Regions from separate parts of the Hordeum vulgare genome. Here region 1 is linked to region 2. Evidence: chromatin contacts called from public Hi-C data. All regions are on one chromosome and are shown on one strand. The core of a region is the stretch at or near the end of the contact, and the rest is flanking DNA. Distances in the headings are between cores, read along the strand shown. Region 1 has its middle 310 kb from the start of LOC123426575. Region 2 holds the start of LOC123426575 (chaperone protein ClpC1, chloroplastic).

The links. Hi-C and Micro-C count contacts between places; a contact is called where the count stands out from the background.
Region 1: a Hi-C map of seedling shows a contact between it and region 2, with 2.5 times the contacts expected there. The contact joins the enhancer-like site here to the promoter of LOC123426575 in region 2. A contact is called at or near these places in 2 of 6 Hi-C or Micro-C datasets (leaf and seedling).

Annotation. Positions count from the first base shown.
Region 1 is chr2H:443,629,027-443,636,023 of MorexV3_pseudomolecules_assembly, forward strand. No RefSeq gene overlaps it. Among protein-coding and RNA genes, the nearest start is that of LOC123426575, 310 kb to the left of the region's middle. Within about 2 kb of position 3,850, at least 2 of the 3 cell types and tissues checked have open chromatin away from gene starts, as enhancers often do. A contact at or near this core is called in leaf and seedling, where this site is marked.
Region 2 is chr2H:443,313,788-443,320,331 of MorexV3_pseudomolecules_assembly, forward strand. It overlaps LOC123426575 (chaperone protein ClpC1, chloroplastic), which reads right to left and starts at 4,228. Exons shown (of 11, transcript XM_045110436.1): 1 at 4,079-4,228; 2 at 3,898-3,994; 3 at 2,647-3,232; 4 at 1,225-1,340; 5 at 1,016-1,138; 6 at 746-931. The coding sequence starts at 3,196.

The DNA of each region.
Region 1 (6,997 bases), core at 2,600-5,099, 310 kb after region 2:
GCATCCGTTGCATGACAATCCCTATTCCTCGCATTGATATCTATTGATGGGCATCTCTATAGCCCGTTGATACACTGAGTTGATGTGAGACTTTCTTCTCCGATTTTACCCCCTTGAAACCTACCACCATATTATATTCCACCTATATGCTACATCCATGGTTCATGCTCATGTATTGAGTAAGTAATGAAAATCTGAAGCACGTTAAAAAGTATGATCCAATTGCCTAACTTAACGCCATGGTCCTTGACATTTGTATTTATGTGGTGAAGACGGAGCCATGCCATGCTAATATTATTAAATGAATAGGGGGTAAACATTCTTTAAGGATTGTATATTTTGAAACTTGATGATTATGTTACTTATGTTTATGAATATTACTATGTTGATGTTTATTAATTCATCATTTCTCAATGATCATACCAGCAATAGATTACATGTTGGTTAGCATGTCACATCAAAAAATTCTATTTGTATCATTTACCAACTCGAGGACAGGCATGAGTTAAGCTTGGGGATGCTGATACGTCTCCAATGCATCTATAATTTTCTATTGTTCTATGCTATAATATTATCATTCTAGGATAGTTTTTGGGCATTTATTTGCCGATTCGTATTATTTTTGAGCACTAACCTATTAACCAAGTGACTAGTGCCAGTTGTTGTTTTTTGCATGTTTTTGGCTTTTCAGGTTTAGAGTACCAAACGAAGTCCAATTGCCACGAAAAGTTTTGATGATTTCTTCTCGATCAGTAGAAGACCTGGAAGCTTGAGGAGGAGATTAGAGGCCGCACAAGAGAGGTGATACGTCTCCAATGTATCTATAATATTTGATTTTTCCATGTTGTTATATTATCATCCTAGGATACTTTTTGGGTCATAATTCACCAATTTTTATTATTTTTTAGGACTAACTTATTAACCCAGTGCAGAGTGCCACTTGTTGTTTTCGGTGTGTTTTTTGATTTTCAGGTTTCAATTACCAAACGAAGTCCAATTGCCACGAAACTTTTTTATGATTTTTTTTGGACCAAACGGAGATCTCGAAGCTTCGGGAGGAAACTTGTAACACCCGATGGTTAATAGCTAGACTAATTCATGTAATCAAGCTACAATGATCACAAGATTGAGCTGATCTATTTTGCTAAACAATATTTGATCACAATGGAATCATATATCTATTCAAAAATTCCTATTGATTTTCAAATTTCTTTTAATAAGTGGTTTAAATATTTTTGTAAACCTGTAAACAAAAATCATGGTTGGGTTTTAAATATTCCCTAAGCAATTATAAAATTGTAACCAACTTATTGTCAAGTATTTTAGTGCCTCTAAAACAGTTTTGCACATGACAAATCAATTACTAAATCCTCTTTTTATTTATAAGTTTTTCCAAACATTTTGAAATGATGTAAGTGCATCTAGTGCCCCTTAGTGATTTTGGTAGTTTGAAGACTCATAGGTTAGGTATCTAATGTGTTCATGAGTGTACACAGGATCTATAAGTCGTTGAGGAGTTTGAAATATTCGATGAATATCGACCCCTAAAAATGTATATCTTCAGTTGAAGAAATTGGTCTGAAGCAGAAGCATTGAATCGCGAAGAAATTGCGATGAAAGTGATATTCCTCATGAAGATATTGAAGATGAGGAATTCGGTGTGTTCTGAAGAAAATCAATCTGAAAGCTTTGAAGCATGAAGATTTATTGTGTCTGTTTTATTTTCTTCACTGTTGAGTCATAGGAACACCGTACTATTAAAGGGGGTCAAAGTAACACGTTAGAATGAATTTCCTCATGATGCTCAACCCAAGCCTAATCCTACCAAAAGCCTCAAGTGAGGAATATGAGAGACATGAGGACTCTCACAGTTGAGGGTCCCGACCGTTACCGCAATTCGTGCCACATCATTTATCTTATCCACACCAACGGTCATATTATTTAAGGGCATTAATGTGGAATCATGTCGGGATGCTCCCAGGCTATAAATAGCCGCCCCCCCCCCCCCACAACCATTAGCTGGTTGGCTGCTCCGTTAGAAACTGACACTTGTCATATGAGCAACCCAAATTCCTCAAAGTGTTCGAGAGTAATTCATCAGTGAGGAAATACCCCAAACACCAAACCACAAACCAAGTGATTGAGCATCACTGAAGAAGTTGTTCCTGTGTGGGACTGAAGCCTTTTACCTTTCAGGACTGTGCATCCTCCGGATGGTTAGGCGTCATGGTCTAGAGCAATCCAGCAATCAATTGTGGATCGCCAGGTGACCTAGTTTGTGAGGGTTTGGAAGTCTGCCCTGAAGACTTACCACGAGTGTTGGGCGAGGACTGTGTGTTCTTAGCTCAAGGAGAATACGGTAGGGACTGTGTGTCCCGGGACTGTGTCTCTTTTGGTTTTAATACCAAGCCGCTCCAAACCAGATGTACAATTGTCATAGCAGTTGGAACTGGGTCATCAACCACTGTCTTCACTGTGAAACGGGTTCTATTTCTTCAACTCTTTCAATTCCTCACATTGTGTGTTGAAGATTTTCATTGTCACTATTTGAAGAATTTGTTGAAGACTTTCTCTGAAATTCCTCAACCCTAAATTCTTCACGCGAGTTATTCCTCACCTATTTTTCCCCTGTGCCTGCATACTGTGCAAATAGCTTTTCATGTTCGTTACCTTGAAAACTGCTGTAGTGAAACTTTGCACTCCTGATCCTTTGTTGTTTCCGCAGCAAGTTAGTCATCAGTGAGGAATTTCCTCAAAAGGAATTTCCCCAGTGATGAAATTCTAAAAATCTCCTATTCACCCCCCTCTAGTCGATATAACGCACTTCCAAATGACCCCAAATCTTCTTGTGGCACTGCCTAATATTGCAAAGTAATTGTTGGGCCAAACACCATATTTTTACATAAGTATTTTGGTGTTGGAAGTAAATGAAATCAGAAACTATTTAAGAAGAATCTAAAAGAAAAGGAAAAATGGGAGGGATGTACTCCTAGACTACGTGTACACGCACACTGTTGGCCCAACCCAGCCTGGCCGACCTTTCTTTCACCTCCCGCCAGAGGAGGACGCTGAGCCATGGCGTGGCTCGCGCTCGGCCGCACACGCGTGTATCTCCACATGCCGGCCATCCCCGCCCCCCCGTAAGCTACAAATGCGCTTCACACCTCCCTCGCGAAACCCTAAACCTTTCACCCCGTTGCCTCCTTTGATTTATTCCTCTTCACGCTTAGCTGAACCACTGCCGCCATGGGTGCCATCGACCGCACACTCTCTGTCTACCATGCACCCTAATACCGCGTCTGTGAGCCCCACCATCGTCACTACGTCGACTACGGCAACGAGGACAAGCCCATGTCTCCACAATGAGCACCCCTTCGTCTTCTTCCTTGCGTCACTGCCGCACGTCGTCACAAATTTTGGCAACCTCGACCGCCCATTGAGCCCAGTTTTCCCACCTATAGGATCACGATTATGCCGCCTATATTCCCCTCTGTGCCCGCTCTGGATTAATAGTCGTAGCATCCTTGCCGTGTTTGTTTTGCTCCGGCTGAGAGCTCGCTGTCACATTAGAGCTCACTGTCATGGCAGCTGGTCGTCCCAGGGCCAGCTGAGCCCGTGTGTTTGCTCAGGCTTCCCCGCGGAGCCGCCTGAACCATCCCTAGTCGAGGCCGAGCCCCAGGGCGCGTTTTGCTCGGAGTCCGAACTCTGGCAGCCGCCGCGACCGACGAGCACACACCCCGAGCTCCTACCACTTATCCCATTAGACGTGTGCGAGCCCTCGCTTCCGATCCATGTGCTCCGCCGCTACTTCAGTCGCCGGGGGACATATCCCGAACCTCGCTGTCATCTCGAGGCTCACCCCCATCACGCCACCGTGTTTAAACGTCGGTGAGATGCTTCTAGGTGGATCCCCTGTGTCAGACGCTTAACTAAGCCAAATGGCCCGCTAACATTTGGGGCCACATAGTTAGTGGTTTAGTTAGTTTAAGTTAAAACGATTTGGTTAATTAATCCATCACTAACAGCCCGAACCCACGTGTTAGTTAGTATAATTAAGATTAGTTAAAATCCGTTAACTAACCCCTCCCTCACCGATAGAAAGGCCCCACTGGCTAGTTTGACCAGTGAACTGGTCCATAGTTGACTACTGACCGAGCAGTCAACTAGCACCCCATGTGAGCCTGTGGTGCACCACTCGGTGCACCCGACCTGGTGTACCTAGCAGTTTTCCCAATTAATTTTTGAACTAAAATTAATTTTAGAATAATACTAACACTTTGAAAAATCTTATAAAATAATTTATAACTCGAATGAAAATATTTTATATATGAAAGTTGATCAGAAAAATCCAACGAATCCGAATACATTGTCCGTTCATGTGTCATATGCATCTAGCATGAGGAACATGGACATTTTGCATTACGATCATATGTCTGGTAATAGCCAAAGACCCAAGAAATATCACAGAGATTTTCCCGTTCCGTCTGTAACATGTAGCATTGCGTTAGATCATCCCTAGCACTTCATATTGCCCTGTCACGCATTTTTATCCATTTTTTGCTATTAGTTATTTTCTTCCACCTATTCTCTCAGATAGAACCCAAGACTGAAGTTGCTGCAGTGTACGACTACATCCCTAACGATCAAACTTTTCCAGCAGAGCAACAAGGCAAGCAAACCCCCTTGATCATCTGATATCACCCATTCTTTCTCCCTCGTGCTTGCATTGGAATTCCCTACTGTTGTAGATAGCTCCTATTCTAATGTATAACTTATTTTTGTTAAACTGATGTTGTACCCTACTACATATTAAATGCTTAATATAGGTTGATTAATAGTGAACCCACTGTGTTCGAATTTCCCCCGCTTCATCATCGAAGACTTGAAGACTTGAAGACTCGATCATCTTGATCGACGAGCCAAACCATCATATCACCTCACACCCCTCAGTTGTATGACCCTGCAGAGCTACTATCGAGTATCGAGGGTGATACCTCATAAGGTACTCCTCATATTAACTCTCTAGTACATTTAACTAGAGGTATATTACGGAGAGTGATTCCTCCTTCACCACTTCCGATAATGACTCTGTCGTGCAACACCTCAAGCGTGAACCATCGAGGGTGATTCCTCCCTAGTCACCTTGACAGTTACGTTGATTAGAATCCATCAAGGGTGATACCTCAGATTCCTTTGATGTTATAGACATATGGTTACTTTAACTTTACTCCTTGAACATGATGAGATGAGTGGAGCGCGTGGATTCCCGCGTGATTGTGATGAGGCCTGGCCGGGCATTCTTGTCCCTTGCCACAAGTCCTCGAGACGGGGCGACCAAACCACATATCGTGGGTCTTTGATTGTCGCCACAGTTACGGAACAACTGGATACCCTCGTGATTGTGACGAGGCATGGCCAGGCATTCTTGGCCCTTGCCACAAGTCCTCGAGACGGGGCGATGGGACCACATATTGTGGATCATTGATTGTCACCGCAGTTAACAAAAACATTAATGGACTTAGATATGTGATCTGAGAAGGCCTCTAGCCTGTTTCGCACGAACCACCACATGGGAATAAGTATGGGCACTCTACATCGTACATTCGCCAGAAAGCTTTTCAGATGTCACAGTCAGAGGCACGCACCAAGGGGGCGTGCGTAAGCACAATCTTTGTATAAAGAGGTGCCAGGACTGACACTGGCCATCCTCACAATGCACAGGATTGTGAAGGGAGATTCGCCCATGACCCCTTTCTGATTATGATGTAGACCAATGTGTGGCGTCTCTGTTGGGCCTAGGTAGGACTATTGTGTGTCGATCAGCCGAGGCCAGGCATGACCCAGGAAAGTGTGTCCGACCGGAGTTAATCGAGCATGTTGGGTAAGTTTGTGCACCCCTACAGGTAAGTATATATATTCGAATAGACATGTCCATGGTAACGGACTCTCGGAGTTGTATTCCGATCTAATACAACTAGAAGCGTGATTAAAATTGAAATGTTGGCTCCATGATTTCCTTCTCGCGGTGAGTCGAGGAAGGATCTCCAGGAGTTTTTAAATAAAATTTGTTGCAACATAATTATTATATATGTGTTACTGATCTACACTCTTCTAATGCTGCAGGAACCTAAAGATGGTAGTCTTCAATAGGACTAGGTATTCCTCCTCTATTCTGGCATTTCTTTAGTTCGGTCCAAGGATATAGCCACATCCCTTTGAAATCAATGCATAGTTAGCATAGGTCTCATGTCAGTCTTGCGAGTACTTTGGATGATTAATCACCGTTGCTTTGCTCCCCTTTTTCCTCTTGATATGAGTGCCACAACCAGATGACGGAGCCCGGAGCCAGTTGATCCCGCTAACGACTACTACTACCCCGATGGAGCCTACTACTACATGGAGGCCACTCATGCCCAGGAGTAGTTAGGAGGCTCCCAGGTAGGAGGCCTTGGCTTTTCGATCCGATGTTATGTTTGTGCTAGCCTTCTTAAGGCAAAACTTGTTTACTTATGTCTGTACTTAGATATTAATTGCTTTCGCCGACTCGTTTGTATTGGAGCCCTCGAGGACTGTGGCTTTTAATATGAAGCTTGAGTGACTTTAATTTGTCTCTAGAGTTGTGTTGTGATATCTTCTCGTGAGTCCCTAATCTTGGTCGTATGCATTTGCATGTATGACTAGACTACGATCAAAATGGGGTCGTCACAAATCTTGAAGCCACACGAGGAGCTCCCAAGGCAACATGGCGTGCCTAGGGAGGTGGCCGCACCCTTATGCCTCGGTGCCCCCTGTGGTCCCACTTGACCTGATTTCTACCCTATAAATTCTCAAATATTCTAGAAACCCTAAATATCATCTACAAACAGTTTTTACGCCGCTGCAAGTCTCCGTTCCATGATGACCCCATACGGAGCTCCGTTCCGGCACCCTCCCAGAGGGGGATTGATCATGGAGGGCCTGTTCATCAACCTTGCTGCCCGCTTGATGATGTGTGATT
Region 2 (6,544 bases), core at 2,978-5,477:
CAAATACAAAAAGAAGCTTTATAGCACTCAATTATTTTAAACAAGCTTGATCCTTTGTGACTGGCAAAAGCCTTGGGTCCTCAACATTTAATCATTTATTATTATTTTGACCATGTCATCAACACTTAAGTACTGAAGGCTCAATAATGATCCCAATAACAACACTAATAGTGTCAGTACAGAATGACAAAATAAACACACAAAAATAGGCCTGCCATGTTATTATAAAAACTTTAAAACACCGGTTATCTGATAAGGTCCGATGGACGGTGGATATGTTCAACAGACAACAAATATCAAATGGATTAACATTAAAAAAATATTGATTGGATACATAGAAAGTTGGTAAAATACCACTAGCACTTTGCCCTTTTGATAACATGGCAATAAGTGGGGTCTGGCATTTATAAAAGGCCACATACCTATACTTACATGGCATATTTTATCACATTAGTCATTATCTAAATTCTCCCATGTCTCGTACCCCATCTGCCCCGACTCACAGTCCCAGCACGTCCATGCGTTGGCATTTTTGGAAAGTAGTTTAATGTATCGATGTATTGGCAATTTTAAAGACATTGGCATGCCCATGTATCCGTATCACCCTGATATGGATACACTCGTACACATATCGGTATCGGTGCTGCATAGCAAAAAAAGTAACCGCATTGCAATTCATGCTACTCATTTACAAACACAAAATAAACTGTGGTAATGCACATGCAACAGAAAAGTCGAGGCTAACCTTCTTTCCTTCAATTGTTTCCGGAACATCCCCATTACAAATACGTTGCGCAAGCCCCTCTGCAATAGCGGTCTTGCCGACACCAGGCTCTCCAATTAAGCATGGGTTGTTCTTTGTCCTCCTGCCCAAAATTTGAGTTACACGCTCAATTTGATCCTGTCTGCCAACAACTGGGTCCAGTTTACCCTGCAAGAAAAAAGAATGAGATTCTTTCTCTTTACTGCTAAATATCTCCAGTAGGCAAAAGGACACATGGGAGGGAGGAAATACCTCTTCTGCCAGCTTTGTCAAATTAGTACCGTATTCTTCAAGTGTAGGCATCTTCTGGCCACTGCTTCCCCCACCAACCCCAGCACCAACAGCTTCTGTGCTTTCACCAACCATTCTTATAACCTGCACAGCATGTAAAATATTCATCATCTGGACAAATTAGACTAAAACAAGCAGTAATCTAAGAAAGATATTAGTGAAGAAATTGCCTGGGTACGAATGTTGTTTGGATCAGCACCAAGGCTTTCAAGAACTCGAGCTGCCACACCTTCACCCTCACGAAGTAGCCCTAAGAGCAAGTGTTCAGATCCTATATAGTTATGCCCTGAACAATGAACATAAGGAAAATTAGTACACATCTTAGATACGCTTATCGAACAAACAATAGCCTCAAGAAGCAGCAAAATAAGCAAGACTTGTTCTTAGGCCCCTGAGACTAATGTGATATAGTAATTTTATCACCTTAGCTCAATAAATACTAAAATTTCGTCATCTTCAAGAAGGAACAATGCAATAGTGATATACTCCCTCCGTCCGAAAATACTTGTCACATTAATGGATGCATCTAGATGTATTTTAGTTCTAGATGCATACATTTTTATAAATTTGTGCGACAAGTAATTCTGGACGGATGGAGTAGTGATGTTTCAATTTTTAATGTATCAGGAGTATAGCAGTAATTCCCCGTCACTGCCAAATCTTAAGGACCCAAAGCTACCCTGCATAGGACACTGCATGGTGAGGAATTCATGGTTGACTTGCCAAAGAGCAGTAACTGCTCGCTAGATGGGCAATGAAGGTCAAGGATGAGGGATGGTAAAACATCACTGTTGAGCTAGCACACTAGCTTTCCCCAGGGTTCCTGCCACAATCACCTAATGGAGAATTTCCACAGTGTAAAAGAAGGACAAAGCCTCATTCTGCACAGGACCTGCTGATCACTTATGCTTAATATCATTCTGGATTAGTCACTGACTAAGACAATTGTACATGTTTAGTGATCAAACCACTACATGAAATCTTACACCACTCTCCATACATTAATGTACACTCAGAAAGTAAGAACAGGATACTACATAGATAAAACTAGAGTATATAAGAAACACTTATAAAAGCAACGGCCAGTCATAGTCCGGCCAAGTACATATAATGACAAAAAATAGGGCCTAGCCTCAGATAGTCAGGGCCCGACAATGATTGGGGATGGGAATGGGGAAACATCCATGTGCTTGCTTTAACCAATGGTGAGATGAATTAACCACTAGTTCCCCACACTCATCACCGAATGGGAATGCAGCTCTATTCCCATATCTAGCAAAACACCTGATGTTTACTTGTCCTCAACTACCATTCCCTAATAAAGTCATAAATTCAGATACTTTGTGCACTTTTCTTAAACAATTACACTAGTATATAGCAAAATTATGTGGACTAAGAAAAACAGAACAGAGTAACTAAGAAAAGAAACTAAAATGAAAACAGACTGATTTGGTTACAAACTAGATGTAAACAAATAAAAAAATTGATGATGTGCATCCAGCAATAATTACAGAAATCGCTTATCAAAATGGATGAAACAAGAGCATGAAACTAGCTGATTTTTGTGGATAAATGAAGGTGATAATTAATACCTAGCTGGCGAGCTTCTTCAAGTGACAATTCGAGTACACGTTTTGCACGAGGTGTAAATGGAATTTCAACGGCAACAAACCCACTGCCTCTTCCAATAATCTTCTCAACTTCCACACGGGCATCCTTAAGACTGATCCCCATAGACTTTAGAACCTTTGCTGCAATTCCAGTTCCCTCACCAATAAGGCCAAGCAGAATCTGTTCTGTCCCAACAAAGTTGTGGCCAAGGCGTCTTGCTTCCTCCTGTGCAAGCATAATCACCTTGATTGCTTTCTCTGTGAAGCGCTCGAACATGGCCCTGACCACCATTCTTGAACCTGACCCACGTGGTCGTGAAATTTGGCTTGCTACAATGGAGCCAAAGTCACGTTTGATAACGGACCTTGTATCCAGGAAATTTGTTTGCCGCAGTCCTTGAAAACCCCCGAGAGTAAGGGTCCTCGTTGGTGTACTGCGTAACATTGTGGCCCTTGTGCGCACACAGAACCGTGTAGAGCTCTTCCTGTAGGCGGTAGGAGCGATGGCAGACTGAACCAAAGTCCCCTCCATATTGAACTAACCAAAAAACCACAGGTTTACAGGTGCCTGCAAAGAAAAGAGCATTACTCAAACAGCAAACATCACAAAATGATTGCACAGCAACTTTGGCATATGGTAAGTCCCACATCTGTGGCTCAAATACGAGGTTAAAAGAATTCGCCAACCATTCACATATCATTGAAACAACACCAAATGACCACAAAACAAACAGCAGTATAGTACTATAAGAAATTCGTGCACAATGTTTTTTACTAAGCTTGATAAATTTCATGTATCCAGCAAACTTCAACACAGGATTATCCACACGTGACTGCTCCAACCAAGAGAAGAATATCATCTAAATCCGCTCGACAATAGCACCTCAATCGGACAGCCCCTGCCGTGCGCCAACACGTGCCAATCAAAGCCAACATATATCCACATCACGGCAGCTACCAAAATAGCGCACCTGACTGCATCCACCGACACGCCGGGTAAATAAAGGATTCGCAGAATTTCCCCTAGAACTAGCCAACCAACCAACCAATCGATCCACGGAACCACCAAACCCAAACCACAAATCCGTCCACCCGGGGAAACGGAACCGGATAAGGTTCCCAATGAACCCCGAAAACAATCGGAGAAACCAACGCGCGGGGAGTCATCGCCCCCCCACGAGCGAAGGGCGCGGGGACGGAAGCGAGCGGCGGGCGCGGCGGGGGAAGCCTCACCTCGGCGACGGCGTGGCCGCCCAGCGGCGGTGGACCGAGGAAGAACCTTGGGACGCGCAGAGTGGATAACACGGGGAAGAGAGCTAGATGCGAAATCCTAGCAATTCACAGGCTTAGCTAAAATTAATATAACTACTGCTCCGTAGGATCCATGTTACAATGATGAAAGTGGAATACCTACCGAAGAAATACTACCACCTCAACTCGTGCACGCGCCGTGTTCGCTGCCTTGCCCCAGGTCCAGCCGCTGGCCGCCGCCCCACCCTCTCGCTTCTCGCTAGGGCTAGTCGCCTCGAATTACACGGCACCGTGTTGATGATAAGGAGCGACCACCCACGCTTATCGGATGTGCGTCGATTTATATGGCCCAGCAAAGGCCCACAACAGACACACACACCCCCTTCACTCCACCGTTTCTCCTCCTTTTTCTACATCGGCATCTCAGAAGCTTTCTCGTAAAATTATAAAAGGAAAAAAGCATGCATTCATCCAACATAAAAAAAACTTCCTTCGTTCCTAAATATAAAACATTTTAAAGATTGCACTATAGACTACATACAAAGCAAAATGGATGAATCTATATTTTAAAAGATGTCTATATACATTTGTATGTAGTTTATAGTATAATCTCTAAAAGGTCTTATATTTAGGAACGAAGGGAGAGTACATGCGACAAGACATGCCTAATTAAAGATAAATTATTTCTTTACATGTCCCATGTTGGCTGTGAGAATGCATAATCAAGCTTCACTTATGAAAGGGGCTTCTACTTGATTGCATCTCTCACCAACCTTGTCGACGATAGGGGTCACAACTTGTCGGGCTGCCTCAAGTTCAGGATTGTCATAGAGCTTCTTGAACATGTTTAACATGTCAACGTCTGGGTTGTAATACATGACCTTGGAGAGCATCCTCGAGATCACGTTGCAAACCAAAATCCTCACTTCATCGACAAACTTCTATGCACGCCCTTTGTGATAGGCGTCCAGCGCCGTAGGTAGCCCCTCGAAGAAGAGAGACAATGTGGTGCTAACGACTTGACTATTATCCATATTGAAGCTCTAGGTTCCTACATCTATGATCCCTGGTTGAGTGTTAAGACGCTCGGTGATACCGACAAGCTTGGTGGTCCAATCAGAGATAGATTTCTCCAAGAGGGTGAAATTGTGTTCAACGGTTTTCTGCACGCACCTGGTGCTACTTATAAAGTACGTTGGCATTATTCCTCGAAGAGGAGAGGAGATGCAGCGCAATAGAGATAAGTATTTCCCTCAGTAAGAGCAGAGGTTATCGAACCAATAGGAGAATCATGCAAATTCCCGTCTCCGCCACCCACACACAAAAGAGCACACATTTGCATTCAGCGCGGGTAAGAGGGTTGTCAAGCCCTTTAAACTCATTAGTTGTAAATATTAAATAGTGATAAATAGATAATATAAATATAAAATAGAACAATAGAAGGTACATAGCAGCATTATTTGTAGTGTTTTTTTAATATGACTTGTGAAGGGTCGAGGCCATACTTTCGCTGGAGGCTTCTCTCTCGAAGAAAGCATATGGTGGGTAGACAAATTATTGTTGTGCAATTGATAGAAAAGGGCATAGTTATGAAGTATTTTTCACAACAATGATATATATATATATATGTGTGTGTGTGTGTGTGTGTGTGTGTGTGTGTGTGTGCAATCACGTTCATAAGCAAGTAGACTCACTCCTGCGTGCATCTACTACTATTACTCCAGTCATCGACTGTTATCCAGCATGCATCTAGAGTATTGAGTAAAAACAGAATAATGCTTGGAGCAAGGTGACATGTTGCAGACAAAGTAAACTCAACTAATATAAATAAACCCCATCTTTTTATCCTTAATTGCAGCAATACAAATACGTGTCATGTCCCCTTCTGTCACTGGGATTGAGCACCGCAAGATTGAACTCATCACAACGCACCACTCTAATACGTCTTCCATGCTATTATATTATCAATCTTGGATGCTTTATACGCATTTATATGATGTTTTATATCATTTTTGAGCACTAACCAATTAAGCAGTGCCCAAAGCCACTTACTATTTTCTGCGTATTTTTGGCTTTTTAAGAAAACAGTGCCAAACGAAGTCCAACCGCAACGAAACTTTTAGATGATTTTTTAGGACCAAAATAAGACCTGGAAGTTTTGGAGGAAGACCGGAGGACACACGAGGTGCCCCCAAGCCAACACAATGCGCCCACGGGGTGGCCACACCCTGACGGCTTGGGGCCACCTCCCAGCTCGTCCAACCCTAACTCCGCCTCCATAAATCCTATTTCATGCGGAAAACACGAGAGAGCTACTCAAAATATTTTTCCTGTCGCCGCAAGTCTCTGTTCCACGGTGATCCCATCTGGAGCTCTGTTCCGGTGCCCTGCGGGGGGGATGAATCACGGAGGGCCTCTACATCAACCTTGTTGCTCCCGTGATGATATGTGAGTAGTTTACCACAGACCTGCGAGTCTGTAGTTAGTACCTAGATGGCTATCTCTCTCTCTATGTTCTTCATTGCCAAGATCAACGCGATACCCACAATGATCTATCTTATGTAATCACTCTTTTGCGGTGTGTTTGTTGGGATAAGATGAATTGTGGGTTTATGTTCAGATTATTCAT